Linked DNA regions of Hordeum vulgare: region 1 is linked to region 2. Evidence: chromatin contacts called from public Hi-C data. All regions are on one chromosome and are shown on one strand. Each heading gives the region's core, a stretch centred on a gene start, on an enhancer-like site or on the middle of the called end of the contact. The rest is flanking DNA. Distances are from core to core; before and after follow the strand shown. Region 1 holds the start of LOC123406969 (histone H2B.3-like). Region 2 holds the start of LOC123407282.

The links. Hi-C and Micro-C count contacts between places; a contact is called where the count stands out from the background.
Region 1: a Hi-C map of seedling shows a contact between it and region 2, with 6 times the contacts expected there. The contact joins the promoter of LOC123406969 here to the promoter of LOC123407282 in region 2. A contact is called at or near these places in 4 of 6 Hi-C or Micro-C datasets (leaf and seedling) and 1 of 1 datasets of contacts at active chromatin or transcription factors (embryo).

Annotation. Positions count from the first base shown.
Region 1 is chr7H:602,187,120-602,190,453 of MorexV3_pseudomolecules_assembly, reverse strand. LOC123406969 (histone H2B.3-like) reads right to left here and starts at 1,859. Exons shown (of 1, transcript XM_045099988.1): 1 at 1,209-1,859. The coding sequence starts at 1,772. The coding sequence ends at 1,356.
Region 2 is chr7H:602,051,093-602,054,535 of MorexV3_pseudomolecules_assembly, reverse strand. LOC123407282 reads left to right here and starts at 1,482. Exons shown (of 9, transcript XM_045100385.1): 1 at 1,482-1,574; 2 at 1,656-1,805; 3 at 3,172-3,443. The coding sequence starts at 3,368.

The DNA of each region.
Region 1 (3,334 bases), core at 610-3,109, 140 kb before region 2:
CACTTATTTTGAGACGGATGAAGTAACAATTTCTTGTTATTTCACTAACCATCACCATCTTTATGCAAAAGATATGCAACTAACTCATTTTATTCAAAAGGTACGTGACTACCCCAATAAATATCAAAAAATAAAAAACATATATGTTGCATACCTAAATATCACCAATCTTTATTCAAAATATATGTCCCTGAAAAATAAATGAAAACCTACTTGCAAAAGTAACACCAAAAGAGAAAAATAAAAAATAAAAACTCTCTGCTTGAAAAGAAAAATCGGCACTAGAATATCTACTACAATATGCAAAATATACTCTCACTTGAAAAGGTGCAGCAAATGAATTTACAAAAATGAAAGGGATAAGAGAAAATTGAGATAACTTACTCCAGTAGCAGCAGCAGCAGCAGCATTCATCCTCTCCCTGGTGGTGTCCGAGCACAGCGATCTGACCGTCCCTCAAGCTTAAATTTTGGAGCGAAACTGACCGTCCCAACAGAATTTATTTTTTTAAAACGGGCTGGTTATGCGGCTAACACAGGCCAAATCTAGACAAAACCACTTCCAGCGCGATTCTTGAAGCAAGGAACGATCCGATGGTCGTTGACACATCGACTGGAGACGTCACTAAATCTCAATCGACTGCGATTTAGCAGGCTCCATATATTAAGATACCGTAATGCTAGAATCAGAGAGGGACATTGTCTTCTATGGAACCGAACGTTCAGTGCAGGCATTTGTGGTAAAAACTCTGGCTTGCAAATATAATTTTTACAACCAACGGACAACTAATATTGAATCTTCTTCAGGGTTTAAAATAAACTCATACTTGCCGGTTTTGCCATTTTGTTTTCATAAACCCGTAAATGAAAAACACCATCATCCTGTCTGAATCGCACACCGTCTCCCAAAGCACAGGAGAGCAGCAGTCAGCAGGGCGGGAGTCTATGTCTGAAACCAAGTCTTTGTCTGAACAAATGGACACTTTCGTCAGTTTCAAGCAGTTTTGAAACCAAGTCTATGTCTGAAAGGGTGATCACCCTCGTAAAGCGATGGCTGAAAACAGAAATTAAGAAATGAAACAGAGAAACAACTTTGCAAGTTCAGAGTCGTTTTCTGCATAGTTTTACAGGGATAAGAACAGAGCAAGAACTCTGTCAAGTGAAGCAACAGGGATAAAAGAATTGAACTTGGTAGAGAGCCAAGAGACAGATCAAAGAAGCACCATTACTATTTCACGAGACAATGAAACAGTGTGTTTCCACACAACCAGCACAAATTACAAGACAACATGATCCCAGCAGCTGACTATTACAGAGAAAACCATCGATCCACCAAGAAGACAGCGAACAGACTATCTAAGCGGAGGTGAACTTGGTCACGGCCTTGGTGCCCTCAGACACAGCGTGCTTGGCGAGCTCGCCGGGGAGGACGAGGCGGACGGAGGTCTGGATCTCCCTGGACGTGATGGTGGGCTTCTTGTTGTAGCGCGCGAGCTTGGCGGACTCGCCGGCGAGCTTCTCGAAGATATCGTTGATGAAGGAGTTCATGATAGACATGGCCTTGGAGGAGATGCCGATGTCGGGGTGCACCTGCTTGAGCACCTTGAAGATGTAGATCTTGTAAGTCTCGACGCTCTTCTTGGACTTCTTCTTGCCCTTCTTCTCGCCGCCCTCCTTCGAAGCCGGCGGCCGCTTCTCGGCCTTGGTCTTCTTCCCGGCCGTGCTCTTCTCTGCCTTCTCCGCCACCGGCTTCTTCTCCGCCTTGGGGGCCATGGACGCCGCTGCTTGCTGCTGCTGCTTGCTTCGACGGGGAGGGGTGTGGCGGTGTTTCGATGGGAGGTGGGAGGAGTGGTGAGGAAGAGATGGCGAGGGCGCGGCTTGTTTATAGGAGGGAGAAGGCGGGCTGTGATTGGTGAACTGGTGCGTGCCACGGATCGGTGGGCGTCAGGCGACTGGGTTTGATCTCAGCCGTTCGCCGCTGTGTGAAATGGACGACCCAGATGCATCTCCTGCGCGGATCGCTGACGTGGTGGAAAGGGGAGCGGGGAGCAGACGGGTTTCGCCGCACGCGCGCATGTTTTTTGTCGACTCGGCTTTCGCGGCAATTTTGAGTTCATTAGTTCTCCGAAGCCGCCATCGACATTGTGCATTGAACGGCTCAGGAGTTTGTATTTTTCTTTTTCGAATATATACAGGCCTCCGCAACTTTGAATACGTTCTTTATGCGGGGGCAAGTTTGAATACGTTGACACCAATAATAAAATGTCTTGATATGATTGACGATCATAGAGCAACTTCAACCGGACGACCCAAACGGACGATAATCTTATCCGCTTTACGTTCATTTGGGTTATACATTGGTTTTGTATCCGCCGAGTTTATAATAAAGCAATGCAAATACTTGAGCTAGAGATGATTTTTGTGAAATATGAACAAAAAGCTTGCGGAGAAATATATATATAGTCTCTATAGGAAGTAAAACTCATGACATGTTTCCATTTAATTAATAGCAAATATATGAATGAAGATCTTTAAAAATCAAACATATTCTCATTCATATACAAAAATCCACAAACGCTCAACTCATATGCCCATAGAGAACCAAATCATAGAGGGATTGTTGGCCTCAGTGGCGGACCTAGAAAGTATTTTAACTGGGGGTAAAGTATTCGAGTGGGGCATATTCGTTCAAAATTCAAAGAATTTTAGCATATTTTTCAAAAAGCACAAGCAAATATTACTAGAGATTCAAATTTTGAGTGGGGGCCTAGGCCCCCACTCACCTCAATGTAGGTCCGCCCCTGGTTGGCCTGACCGGAGAACAACTCACATAGGGGGCAGATTGACTTGCCATTCCCCCATGGACGGAAGAACAAATGCTCGCAAGTTGAGGAATCATCACCATCGACAACACAACACCCGATGGGCGCCAAGCCCGTCAGCAACGTCGCCATATCCATCCGCTCCCCCTTCCCATCAAACCCACCACTTCTCCCTCGACGCCCACTCCCACGCGAGCAACCAGAGCTCACAAATCATGACAAGATCGGGAAAGGGAGGGAGAGAGGGAGAGGGAGAGAGAGAGAGGGAGAAAGAGAGAGAGAGGGAGAGCGAGAGAGAGAGAGAGAGAGAGGGAGAGGGGGGGAGGGAGGGAGAGATAGAGAGGAAGGACTTGCACCTTAAGCACACCGCCATTCAATTTAGAGTCATAGCTAACGCTGCCCCTTTTCGTGAGCGAACGAGTGGAAAAAGTTTCAGCGTGGGAACGAGAGGATAGCGAGCGCAAGTGGTTGCCCTCATCTCACAAAACTTCACGAACATAGGCAGCCAACTTC
Region 2 (3,443 bases), core at 233-2,732:
CACATGCTGACACATGTTGATTTTTTATTTGCAAGTAGTAATTTTTCTATCGTAGTCCTCATCTCTGAAAGCATTTACTTGGCTCGCATGTCATTTTATTTTCTTGCAACCAACGATCTTTTCCATAGCCTTTGGCTCCGGAAGCAGTTACTTGGACCGCATACTAATTTTTTTCCAGCAAGGGAACTTTTCTGTAGCCCTTGGCTTCGAAAGCAGTTTCTTGTTGTGCATATGCTAAATTTTTTTCTTCCAACAAGAAAACTTTTCCATAGCCCTTGGCTCCGGAAACAGTTGCCTGGCCCGCATGCCGTTTCTTTTTCTTGCAACGAGGAGACATTTCATAGCCCTTGGCTTGAAAGTAGTTGCTTGGCCCACACGCTGACTTTTTTTTAACCAGTGAATTTCTTCATAGACCGCATGTTGTTTCTTTTTCTTGCAACCAGTGACGAGTCTAGAAAAAAAATGGAGGGAGGGTTGGGCTGCTTGGACCATGCAAATATGTGTTGGGATGGGCTCACAAGTGGCTTGGATGGGCCTTGATACTAGTAGTAAAATCTATAATTGTAGGGCTGAAGGGGGAGCTTGAGTGTGTTAAAGCCCCCGAGTAGATTCGCCACTGCTTGAAACACATGCCAACTTTTTATATTGATTGTTGTTAGTAAAAAAATGTATAGCCCTCTCCCGAGGTAGTTGCTCGACCCACATGCCGACTTTTTTTATCGCAGCTAGTGAACTTTATTTGTAGCCCTTGACTCCAAAAAAGTTATTTGGCCCACATGCTGACTTTCTATTATAACCGGTGAACTTTTTCGTAGCCCTTGGACCCGGAAGCGGTTACTGGGCCTAGATGTTTCCTAATGAGGTCAAGGGTGATGTAGGTTAGAGGATCCCAACCCCTTAGATCTGGATCTCACTCTTAACATCACAACCACAACAATTATATATACTTGTTCACTAGCAACCCTAGCCCACCAAAATTCTCGACCCCCCCCCCTCAAATCTTTGACGGCGCGTCGACAGATCTATCACCGCATCTTTATTCTTGCCGCACGGTTGTTGAACAACTCCATCGCAACCCTAGTCGCCCTTCACTCTTTCTCGACGAAGGCGGTGTGTTTGATGGCAACATCAACCTAGACCCTGATAGGTGAATTTGGTCCCGATTCGACTCGGCGCAAGAGCCGTCGAGAAAGGCTAAGTTTGCAGGGGGGTCGGGCAAAGCAGAATACAAAGGTGAGAAACTGAATCTAATCAATTTGTATGTGTGTGTTGGGGGGGGGGGGGGGGGGAGGGGGATTCATCTTTGCCCGTGTGTGCATCCTATAGATATACATGACTAAATAAGAGAAAACCCATTATCATGTTAAAGAAATCCGGAAGAAAAATCCATGTATTTTTGAAAAACAATAATCCACGGTGGCAAAGCTCTTCTTGTTCTTGACACCCTGTAGTGGCGTGGCAGAGCAGTGTAATCCCTACTACTCCCTAGATATATTAATATCCCTCCGGTAGATTGCGCGAGCAGCGGCTGGTGCCGTGGCCGCCGGTTCCAGAGCAGCGTCCGCCGGATCCATGTTGGTTCATCTTCCCCACCCCCACTCCGTTTGTTTGTGCCCACCATTGGGAGTAACCACACCCTTCATTTCACACCGCAGAAGAGGAGGAGGTAACTCTTGCCGGCTTGAGGATTAAAACGACTTCTTTTATTGCTTCAACACCATATATAATCTCCGGTACACCTCCCACCTCCGCCGCCCTACCTACCTACCGGCTCTCATCACGGCCGCGCCGCCGACGAGTCTCAGGTAAGCTCCCCTTCTCGGCCCTCTTCCTCCTCCCTGCGATTCGGTCCGGATTCGAACAGATCCGTTCTTGTGGCCCGGCCCCTGTTTGGATTCGGATTTACAGCTTGCTCGGTGATGCTGTGGGTTGGAACTCGCTAGAGTGCTAGCTGGCTGGCGGATTGGGAAACTTTGTTGTTGATGGATGTGTTGGGATCGTGGAGGATGGGGGTGTCCACCCAATTTGGGGAAGAAACATCTTGGTGTGGAGGGGGGGGGGGGGAGCCTATGCTATTGGGGGGTTGTCAAAGGGATGGGGATTTTTTTGTAACTTCGGGTAATTGTGATGTTTGTCGATCCGGTCACCGGCCTGCGGGGAAGGCAAGGCAAGATGTTTCTATGTAGCAATTCGGGCTCCCCTCGAATAAGGAACCCTAGATCTACGCTGCAAGCTATGCCTGTGTGGCCCGTGCCTCGGATCTGTTCGTCGCACAATGGTCCGGTCCGGTCGTATCCCGACAGCTCGAATTCCTTCAAAACTCCTTTGATCGAATTTGGGTGGAATATGTGTATAGGATTGTAGTTGGCCTTGTTATGAGCGGGCCGTAAGGCGTTGGAATCAAACACCTGTAATTGTACCTATAATATACTCCCTTCGTCCCAAAATAAGTAGTATTAAATCAGCGACACTTATTCTGGGTCGGAGGGAGTATGAATGAACAACTGGGTAACAAAAAGAAACATGACACGAGACCATGAGAGGGGTTGTATGGTCACCGCGGCAAGGGTGGCCAAACCAGCCATGTTGGGTGGTTGGAGACACCGATGAAGCCTTGGCGAGTTTCCTCGTTGGTTGTGTTATGTTGATTTAATGCTCAGGGAGGAGCACCCGAGCAAGGCCTCTAGGAAATGTAGGCTTCGATCGGACTCGATCATCAAATATTGTCTTGCCATTGTTTACTTTTTGGAAAATCCAATGTCTATTTACAGACATATTTATTATACACTATGTTCATCGAGGCGCGTGCTAGTAGTATCCCCATAAGTGGTCAGGCGTTTACGGATCCGAGAGGGGTGCAAACAAAACTAGATAAGAGTTGAGGGGCTAATCTACCGTATTATGTTTGTTTTCTACTTCTACTTCAATCATAAGCCCAAGAAATATGCAAGGTGGAAATACACAATTCCTTGTACTCCTCATGAAGTTGCTTAGATTTCTCTTTTTTTCATCAAATTGATCTCTCTTGTTGTGGTTACTTCGCCGGTCTTCTAGCTACATGGTGTACTAAGTCAAACATGATGCGACTATTTTATTACATATTTCCACTTTATAGTAATACAATGTTTTCCTTCAAAAAATTGATCTAATTCTTCTGTATCCTTTTTGAAGAACTTGTGGGGCGCCAGAGGAGGGAAGGCTTCAAATTTGTTTTATGGCCAAGGATATTTGAGGTTATGCTTGTTAAGAACTAGGCTCTTGGATACTCTCTATATCCAATTCTAATACTGAGTTTTCCTTGGCCCAAACATTTTCGTGTCCAAGATTGTGGTAGAGACGGTCTCATATTCTTTTTACGGGAGAATATATGACTATAAAATCTATGAAGAACACCTTTTTATGTCAGACGGAGAAATCAAAGTCATCAGTAAATTTTTTGGATT